2 separate regions of the Sus scrofa genome follow, and region 2 is linked to region 1. The links are chromatin contacts, called in public promoter capture Hi-C maps. All regions are on one chromosome and are shown on one strand. Each heading gives the region's core, a stretch centred on a gene start, on an enhancer-like site or on the middle of the called end of the contact. The rest is flanking DNA. Distances are from core to core; before and after follow the strand shown. Region 1 holds the start of AMIGO1 (amphoterin-induced protein 1). Region 2 holds the start of KIAA1324 (UPF0577 protein KIAA1324 homolog).

Region 1 (3,867 bases), core at 1,308-3,807:
GGTTGCAGGTTCGATCCTTGGCCTTGCTCAGTGGGTTAAGGATCTGGCGTTGCCATGAGCTGTGGTGTAGGTTGCAGACGCGGCTTGGATCCCGCATTGCTGTGGCTCTGGCGTAGGCAGGGGGCTACAGCTCCGATTCAACCCCTAGCCTGGGAACCTCCCATATGCCGCGGGAGTGGCCCAAGAAATGGCAAAAAGAAAAAAAAAAAAATTAAAAAATAGACATGATTTCAGGCGTTCCCGTCATGGCTCAGTGGAAATCAATCCAACTAGCATCCATGAGGACACAGGTTCGATCTCTGGCCTCGCTCAGTGGGTTAAGGATCTGGCGTTGCTGTGGCTGTGGTGTAGGCCAGCAGCTACAGCTCCAATTCAACCCCTAGCCTGGGAACCACCATATGCCGCAGGTGTGGCCCTAAAAAATAAGTAAATAAATAAAAAATGGATGTGATTTCAGAGATAAAGCCTGTGATAGCCAGGCTCCAAGATGGCCCCCAAAGATCACCTCCTCCTGGTATTCATACCTTTGTGTAGTCTCCTTCCATACTGAATCAGGGTTGGGCCATGTGACTGAAGTGGAGTTAATAGGTGTGACCTCAGAGAGCTAGGTCACTGTGACTTCTGCCTTGTTCTCTCTTGGATCTCTTGCCCTGAAGGAAGTCAGCTACCATGCTGTGAGGAAACTCAATCAGTCTGGTGGAGAGGCCTTTATGGGGAGAAGCCAAGGCCTCTTGCCAACAGCCAGCCAGTCATGTGAGTGAGCCATGTAAGTGAGCCTCTGTGAAAGCAGATTTTCCAGCCCTGGTCAAGCCATCCATTGACTGTAGCTCCATTTAATTGTAACCGCACAAGAGACCTCCAAGCCAGAGTTGCCTGCCAAGCCGCTCCTGAATCTCTGACCAATAGGATCTGTGAAAGACAATTAATGTATACCCTGTATTAAACCACTGCGTTTTGGGGTAATCTGTTATGCTGCAATAGAGAACCAATGCAATGTGATTTCAGGACTTCCCACTCCCTGAATATTCTCCCCACATGGTCAGAGATGCCTGAAATGAACAGGAAAAGAAAGAGCTTTTCACACCGTGCATAGGGCTAACCCGCTAAAACCCCTTGAAGAGATAATACATTCCTGGGAGTTCCCGTCGTCGTGGCTCAGCAGAAACAAATCCAACTCGAATCCGACTCGTATCCATAAGAGGGTGGGTTCAATCCCTGGCCTCGCTCAGTAGGTTAAGGATCAGGTATTGCTGTGAGCTGTGGTGTAGGTCGCAGACTCGGCTTGGATCCTTCATTGCTGTGGCTGTGGCATAGGCCAGCAGCTACAGCTCCAATTTGACCCCTAGCCTGGGAACTTCCATATGCTGCGGATGTGGTCCAAAAAACCAAAAAAAAAAAAAAAAAGAGAGAGAGAGAGATAATACATTCCCTTAAATTCATGGTAAAACCTGTGACAGACATAAATTCTTTCTTTTTAAAACTCTTAGCAGGCTAATGTATTGGGACATTAATTTCAGTCTTGCTCTTGCTGTTGTAAGAGAGTAGAAAGAATAAAAAGGTAATTTCTCCTTCAGAGTCAAATATCCCAAGAATAGCCAAAGTCTTGAATTATAAGGTCTAGGCTCTTCTTACATCCCTCTCTCCCCATGACCAACCCCCAAAACACACACTGGTTAACAGCTTCTTGGTGTCTCAGGGACCGCCCTGAAAAAGACAACCCCCCTCACCTTCCTCTTGCGGAACAGCTAACAGAGGGTCTCGGCTGGAATTGCCTCATAAGGGCAGGGGAAAGAACCGAGACTGGTTTAAGAGGAAGGCAAGTGGCCAGGCCTAAGGAATGAATGATTCTCTCTCCAGGCGTGGAAGGTTTTTGGGGGAGTTTCTAGGGATGAATGGAAACTCGTCCCTGGCTTGTACGCGGTGGGGGAGGGGGGATTGCTTCACAGGGTGTCTGGGGAAGTGAGCGGAAGTGGATCGAGGGCCTAGGCATGCCCCAAAGATTCCCCCCCCCTTACCCTCCTCCTGCCTATCCAGTTTGTGGGCTGTGAAGCTGGCCCCTTTCGGTGGTACTCCAAGGGTGGTGGAATGGTAACCTCAAGATTGAGGGGGGAAAAAAAAAAAGGCCCTTCTCCAAACCTTTTTACCAAATTTTGAGACTTGACAACCCTAGAGAGAGGGGAGGGGGAACCTCAGAACGTGACGGATGAATTTCCCGCCAACCTTGACAGCCGGGAGCTGAGCCAGATTTCTCTAATTTGTAAAATTAGAAGACGAGTGACGCGTCTTGGCCCGGAGTCAGTTGCAGCGAAATTCACTTCAGCAAGACCTACTTTTCCCGAGAGCGGCTTTGGAAGGTAGAAGGGCGGGGGTGACGGGACTGGAAGAAGTAATAAGGGAACGAAGGGGCCAGCGTCCCCCTCGCGTCGGTTTGGTCTGCCAGGTCCCGACCCCCTCGCTCGGAAAAGGAAGGACCCGCGCGCGACCGCCCGCCAGGCTCCGACACAAACACACGCACGTGCGCCCCGCCCCCGCCGCGCGCACGCGCCGCAAGGCTCCGGCGGCGGCGGCGGCGGCGGCGGGCGCGCGCGCGCGCGGTGCTCGCTGCCCCCACGCCGCTCCCTGCGCTGAGATCGCGGTGCCTGCAGGTCCCCGCACCCTTGCACGCCCGCCCCGCGGACCCGGAGCCAGCGGCCGTGGTCTGGCGGCTCTCACGGCTCAGCGGTCGAGGCGGTGGCGCGGGGAGAGCGGAGCGGAGCCCGGCAAGTCCCTGGGAGGCGATGGTGCCAGGCGCGGGCCCCTGCGTAAAGCGGGCGCCGCGGCAGGCCGGCCGGTGAGGCGCCGCCGGGGGAGGCCGCGAAGGAGCTCCCGGACCCGCCATGGGCTGAGACACGTCCTCGCCGAGCAGGTGCAGTGACCCAAGCCCCCCGGGGGAGCCCGCCCCCACAGGCCCCTCGCAGGGCCCTCAACCCTATTGGGATTCTCCCTATCCGGTCTGTGCCCTGTCGACCTTCCGTCAGCTCCTCCCCAAAGGCCCTGCTGACCCCGCCTCCAGACGCGGGCCCTGCCACCTCTGTGACCCTGACACCCCGGGATACCCCATCCCCCACTGCTGCGACCCCAGCCCAGTAGGCCCTTGTGCCTACCTCCTCCTCGGCTCCAGTGTTTTGAGCCCACTGCCTGCACGGTGCCGGTGAACTACCCAGCATCTCATCCCTTCTCTTCTAGCCCAGCGGGGGTGGGGCAGGGGGAGGAGAGGGGAAGGAGGGAGAGGCCAGGGGCCCAGGTGACCACAAACCCATCCTGTCGCTCTTAAGCCTGTCGTGAAAATGACCCTTCCTTACCCACCAGAACATGCCCGGGTGACTTCCTCCCGGACCTTCCTTGTGGCCTTCCTCACCCTCCCCCGTGACACTATGCAACCCCAGCGTGACCTGCGAGGCCTCTGGCTCCTGCTGCTGTCCTTGTACCTGCTCCTCTTTGAGGTGGCCAGAGCTGGCCGGCCCGTGGTTAGCTGTCCTGCCGCCTGCCTGTGCGCCAGCAACATCCTCAGCTGCTCCAAGCAGCAGCTGCCCAGCGTGCCCCACTCGTTGCCCAGCTACACGGCGCTGCTGGACCTCAGCCACAACAACCTGAGCCGCCTGCGGGCTGAGTGGACCCCCACACGCCTGACCCACCTGCACTCCCTGCTGCTGAGCCACAACCACCTGAACTTCATCTCTTCTGAGGCCTTTTCCCCGGTGCCCAACCTGCGCTACCTGGACCTCTCCTCCAACCAGCTGCGTACGCTGGACGAGTTCCTGTTCAGTGAACTGCAGGCGCTGGAGGTGCTGCTGCTCTACAATAACCACATCATGGCAGTGGACCGCT
Region 2 (3,559 bases), core at 404-2,903, 330 kb after region 1:
TCACTGGAGCTGATACAAGTTACCAAAATTCCCACTGACCGTAGTCACTCATACATATTCATGAATGAAGTCAAATCTCTTTATTTACACAAAAACTCTCTCCTCTCCCCTATCCTTTCACTTTGTAGTCCATAATTTTGTATGTAGAGTCAGAAAGCCTTCACAATAATGTATTGCCACAAGAGACAGGCTCATTGTTGCTAATCAGTAGCTAATAATGACTTATAAAAAAATTTCAATCTCTCAAAACCTTAACCAAGTATGACATTTCAGATGAACTGTACTGGGCTAGACTCTTCATGTATTATGAGTTTTTTACATGCGACATAGATAACAGAACTTTTTTTGCTTTCTCCCCTGCAGTTCTTGTAAATATGCTGTTGCTGCCTCTACCATATGGTTTAAAAAAGTTACTCAGAGCAAACCAATTATTATTCCAATACCACAGAAACTGTTTTTTTGCTCTTTAATGCCTTTTTGTATCCCTCCAAAAGAATGTTCAAAAGGCAGTTTGGCTTGGGAAGACATTCAGTACTTATTCTCTGAATCATGTTAGCAAAACTTTAGAAACACCTTGAAAAAGGCTTACGACATATGTAAGCAAAAGTCCAGAGAAAGGAAGTAGACATTGGCAGAATGTGAGATATTAGAGCTGAAAGTCTGGTCAAAGGTGGATCATACACTGTCAGGTACATTAAAGAAAGTGTGTATGGGGGGGGGGGCGCAAACTATAAAAAAAGATCCACGTTTAGGAGCCAGCAAGGTAACAGGATGTTTCATACCCAGGGGAGAGAGGAGATGGGGTCCCTCTCAACGACCTCCCACCTTCATACTGCTTTTTTAAAGCCATGATCAAACCACAAGGACTCCCATGTCCATCCACTGTTTTCTGCCGGCCTTCCAAACTCGTCTTACCCCACTTCTCTCTTTTCCCACTTTCTATTTTGCCCCTCTATACATCATCTTTTTGTTTTCAATCACTTTAAAGGTAATGTCATTGCAGCTGGGAAAAGTCCATGTCTTCTTCCCTCATTTCCGAGTCCAGGGACTCAGTTCCCTCCTGAGCTCCTTGGAGCTGGGACCTTTCCCCTGAGCTCAGCAGCCCAAGCTGTGAGGATGATCTATTCTGTGAGTCCTCTAGTGGGTTGGCCTCTCCATGACGCCAGTCTGCTCCTCTTCCCCCCACCCCCGCGCCTTATCCCCAAAGAAACCTAAACTCCGTGGCCTCTGAAACTGTCCGTGCTCAGATCCCAAGGTCTCCGCCAGGATCCAATATTTTGTCGACCCAAGTGGGGTCGGCCGGGGAGGACAGTACCTCTTTGCAGGCGTGAAGCTCCAGTCCCGCTCCCTGAGTCACCTGGAAGGCGGTCCCAACCCAGAGCAGCAGCCGCAGAAGCCGGAGTGTGCGCCGCTCAGTTCTTCCCCTGCCTCTGGCAGAGGGATGGAGGCTGTGCCCAGGCTCAGCCATAGTGTTGTTCTGAGCGAGCGGCAGCAGCGGCTCAGGTGCTGCGTCTGTAGCTACTGAAGGCGGAAAAAAAGGGGAGGGAGGTTCACAGGGGGAGGATGCAAGGGGCTGGGCTCGCTTCAGTCACCTCCCTGCGGCTACGCCAAGGCCGCCCATCCTTCCTCCTCCCTCCTTCCTCTTCTCCTCCTATCCACGTCGCCTTGGCAACCGCCTCCTCTTTGCCTCCGCGCGGGTGGGGCAGGGACCACGCGCTCCTCTGCCGCTCACCTGCCGGTCGCCATAGCAGCCGCCGCCGCTGGCGCGCGCGGCGTGAAAATGCACGCGCCCAGGATCTGCAACGGGCCCAACAGGCGCGCACAGGGCTCGTGTAAAGAACGCGGTGGAAACCACCTCCAAACCGTCGCCATCTAATTCATTATTTCGGGCCATCGACTACTTATGAGCATCTCTAATTTTGCAGACGTGGCACTTGATAAATCCTTATTAAGCACTTCTGTGCGAAGTGATAAATGATTGAGATGCCGCCTCTCCTCCAAAGGTTATAGCCTAAAAGAGTGACCCCGGTACCGCAACAGCCACTTCTAGAGATCTTCTTTCTTCTTTCTCTCTCTTTCTTTCCTTCTTTCCTCTCTTGTTTTGCCGCAGCGGCGGCTTGTGGAAGTTCCCGGGCCAGGGAACGAACCTGCGCCACAGAAGCGACCTGGACCCCTGCAGTGACAACGCCAGATCCTTAACCCACTGTGCCACAAGTGCACTCCTGGAGACCTTACTTTTATCCCGTCAAACCTATCCGTGCCTTGACAACAGGCTCTATGTGAAGCCCTGAGGCTCGCGTAGTTAAATAGAGTTAAAGCAAGGAAAGTTTGCTTTAGCTAGCAATTTTCCAAGCACAGCAACTGGATTCTTCTGTCTCTTGACATCCTCATTCTCTCATAGCTTTGAGAAATCCTTTTGTTAGATGCCAGAGAGAAGAACATTTCTGGGGCATCTTTTAGGAATTTTTTCCACAACTGAAATCTTTTGCAGAAGACCCGTACAATGGGACGTCGACGTTTTTCACCGAAGACTCAGGATTGCAAATCCAGCGCTCCTTGGCATACTCTGCGGTGCTTCACGCTGTATTCCTGATAGTTTCTTCCGAGGGGCCTCCCGCGTTGGACCGCCAGGTGGCGCCCTTCTCCGAGGGACTTCACCTCAGTCGCAGGGGGCGGGGCTGTTGCCTGGCAACTGAAATCGGGCGTTCCAAACAATTGGGACCCGCGATTCTCCGCGCGCGAAGGTGTGTGCGGCTGCGCGGGCCTCTCGTCCCTCTAAAGAGCGTCTCGCTCGGCATTTTACCATGCCTCTCACCCGAGACCCTTTCCAGCATTCCACTTTGGATAACGATGATTCCTACTTGGGAAAAATACGGGCTTCCAAGGTACTGAGGTTTCTTGCACATATTCCCCGCAGTGTCGACGGCATTCTTTTTTCTGTCAGCGTGACGGGAAGAGATAGTAACTTAACCGGGCTCTGGTGAGGACGGTGAGTTAGGGACCGGATAAGTCCGCCTTCTGCCTGCCTCCATGTTCCCATGTTCAGGTCTGACAGCGTTTCAGAAGTGCTTTTGAGCAGAGAGAAGTAGAGCTTTAGTCCGGGAACCAGGAGCACTGGCAGCCCCTTGGTATAAGGGGACTTACACAAGCCACGCCCAGGTTCCGCCCAGCCACCCTTTACCCTCTTTGGAAGACTGTTCTCTGAAGAGGTAGGATCTGTGGAGTGGGAAAGAATCCTCTGAAAACCACAGGTCATGCTTTATACATGTCTTCTGATTCATGCTGGAATGTGTATATATAAGTGTGTTTAATGTTGGTGGCCAGTGATTTGGGAATTTAGGTGAATTTTTTTTCCTGGTAGAAGCATTTGAGATGTTTGAAGTGGTGCAAAATACAGATAATAACAAAATCAAAGAACTCCCTTTTGTTTGTTCAACATTTATTATGTACCATATGCCAGGCCCCCTACTAAACACGGAGGATGTATAGATAAATTAGATGTAGCTCCTGTTCCCAGGGAACTCTGGTAGAAAAGCCAGACGGGCAACAGCAACAGCAA

Evidence for each region. Promoter capture Hi-C pulls out the DNA fragments that hold promoters and counts their contacts.
Region 2: a promoter capture Hi-C map of fetal liver shows a contact between it and region 1, with 2.9 times the contacts expected there. The contact joins the promoter of KIAA1324 here to the promoter of AMIGO1 in region 1. A contact is called at or near these places in 1 of 5 promoter capture datasets (fetal liver) and 1 of 47 Hi-C or Micro-C datasets (embryonic fibroblasts).

What each region holds. Positions count from the first base shown.
Region 1 is chr4:110,617,872-110,621,738 of Sscrofa11.1, forward strand. AMIGO1 (amphoterin-induced protein 1) reads left to right here and starts at 2,558. Exons shown (of 2, transcript XM_005663589.3): 1 at 2,558-2,905; 2 at 3,349-3,867. The coding sequence starts at 3,414.
Region 2 is chr4:110,952,439-110,955,997 of Sscrofa11.1, forward strand. KIAA1324 (UPF0577 protein KIAA1324 homolog) reads right to left here and starts at 1,654. Exons shown (of 22, transcript XM_013997295.2): 1 at 1,316-1,654. The coding sequence starts at 1,468. C4H1orf194 reads left to right here and starts at 1,752. Exons shown (of 4, transcript XM_021090091.1): 1 at 1,752-2,885. The coding sequence starts at 2,805.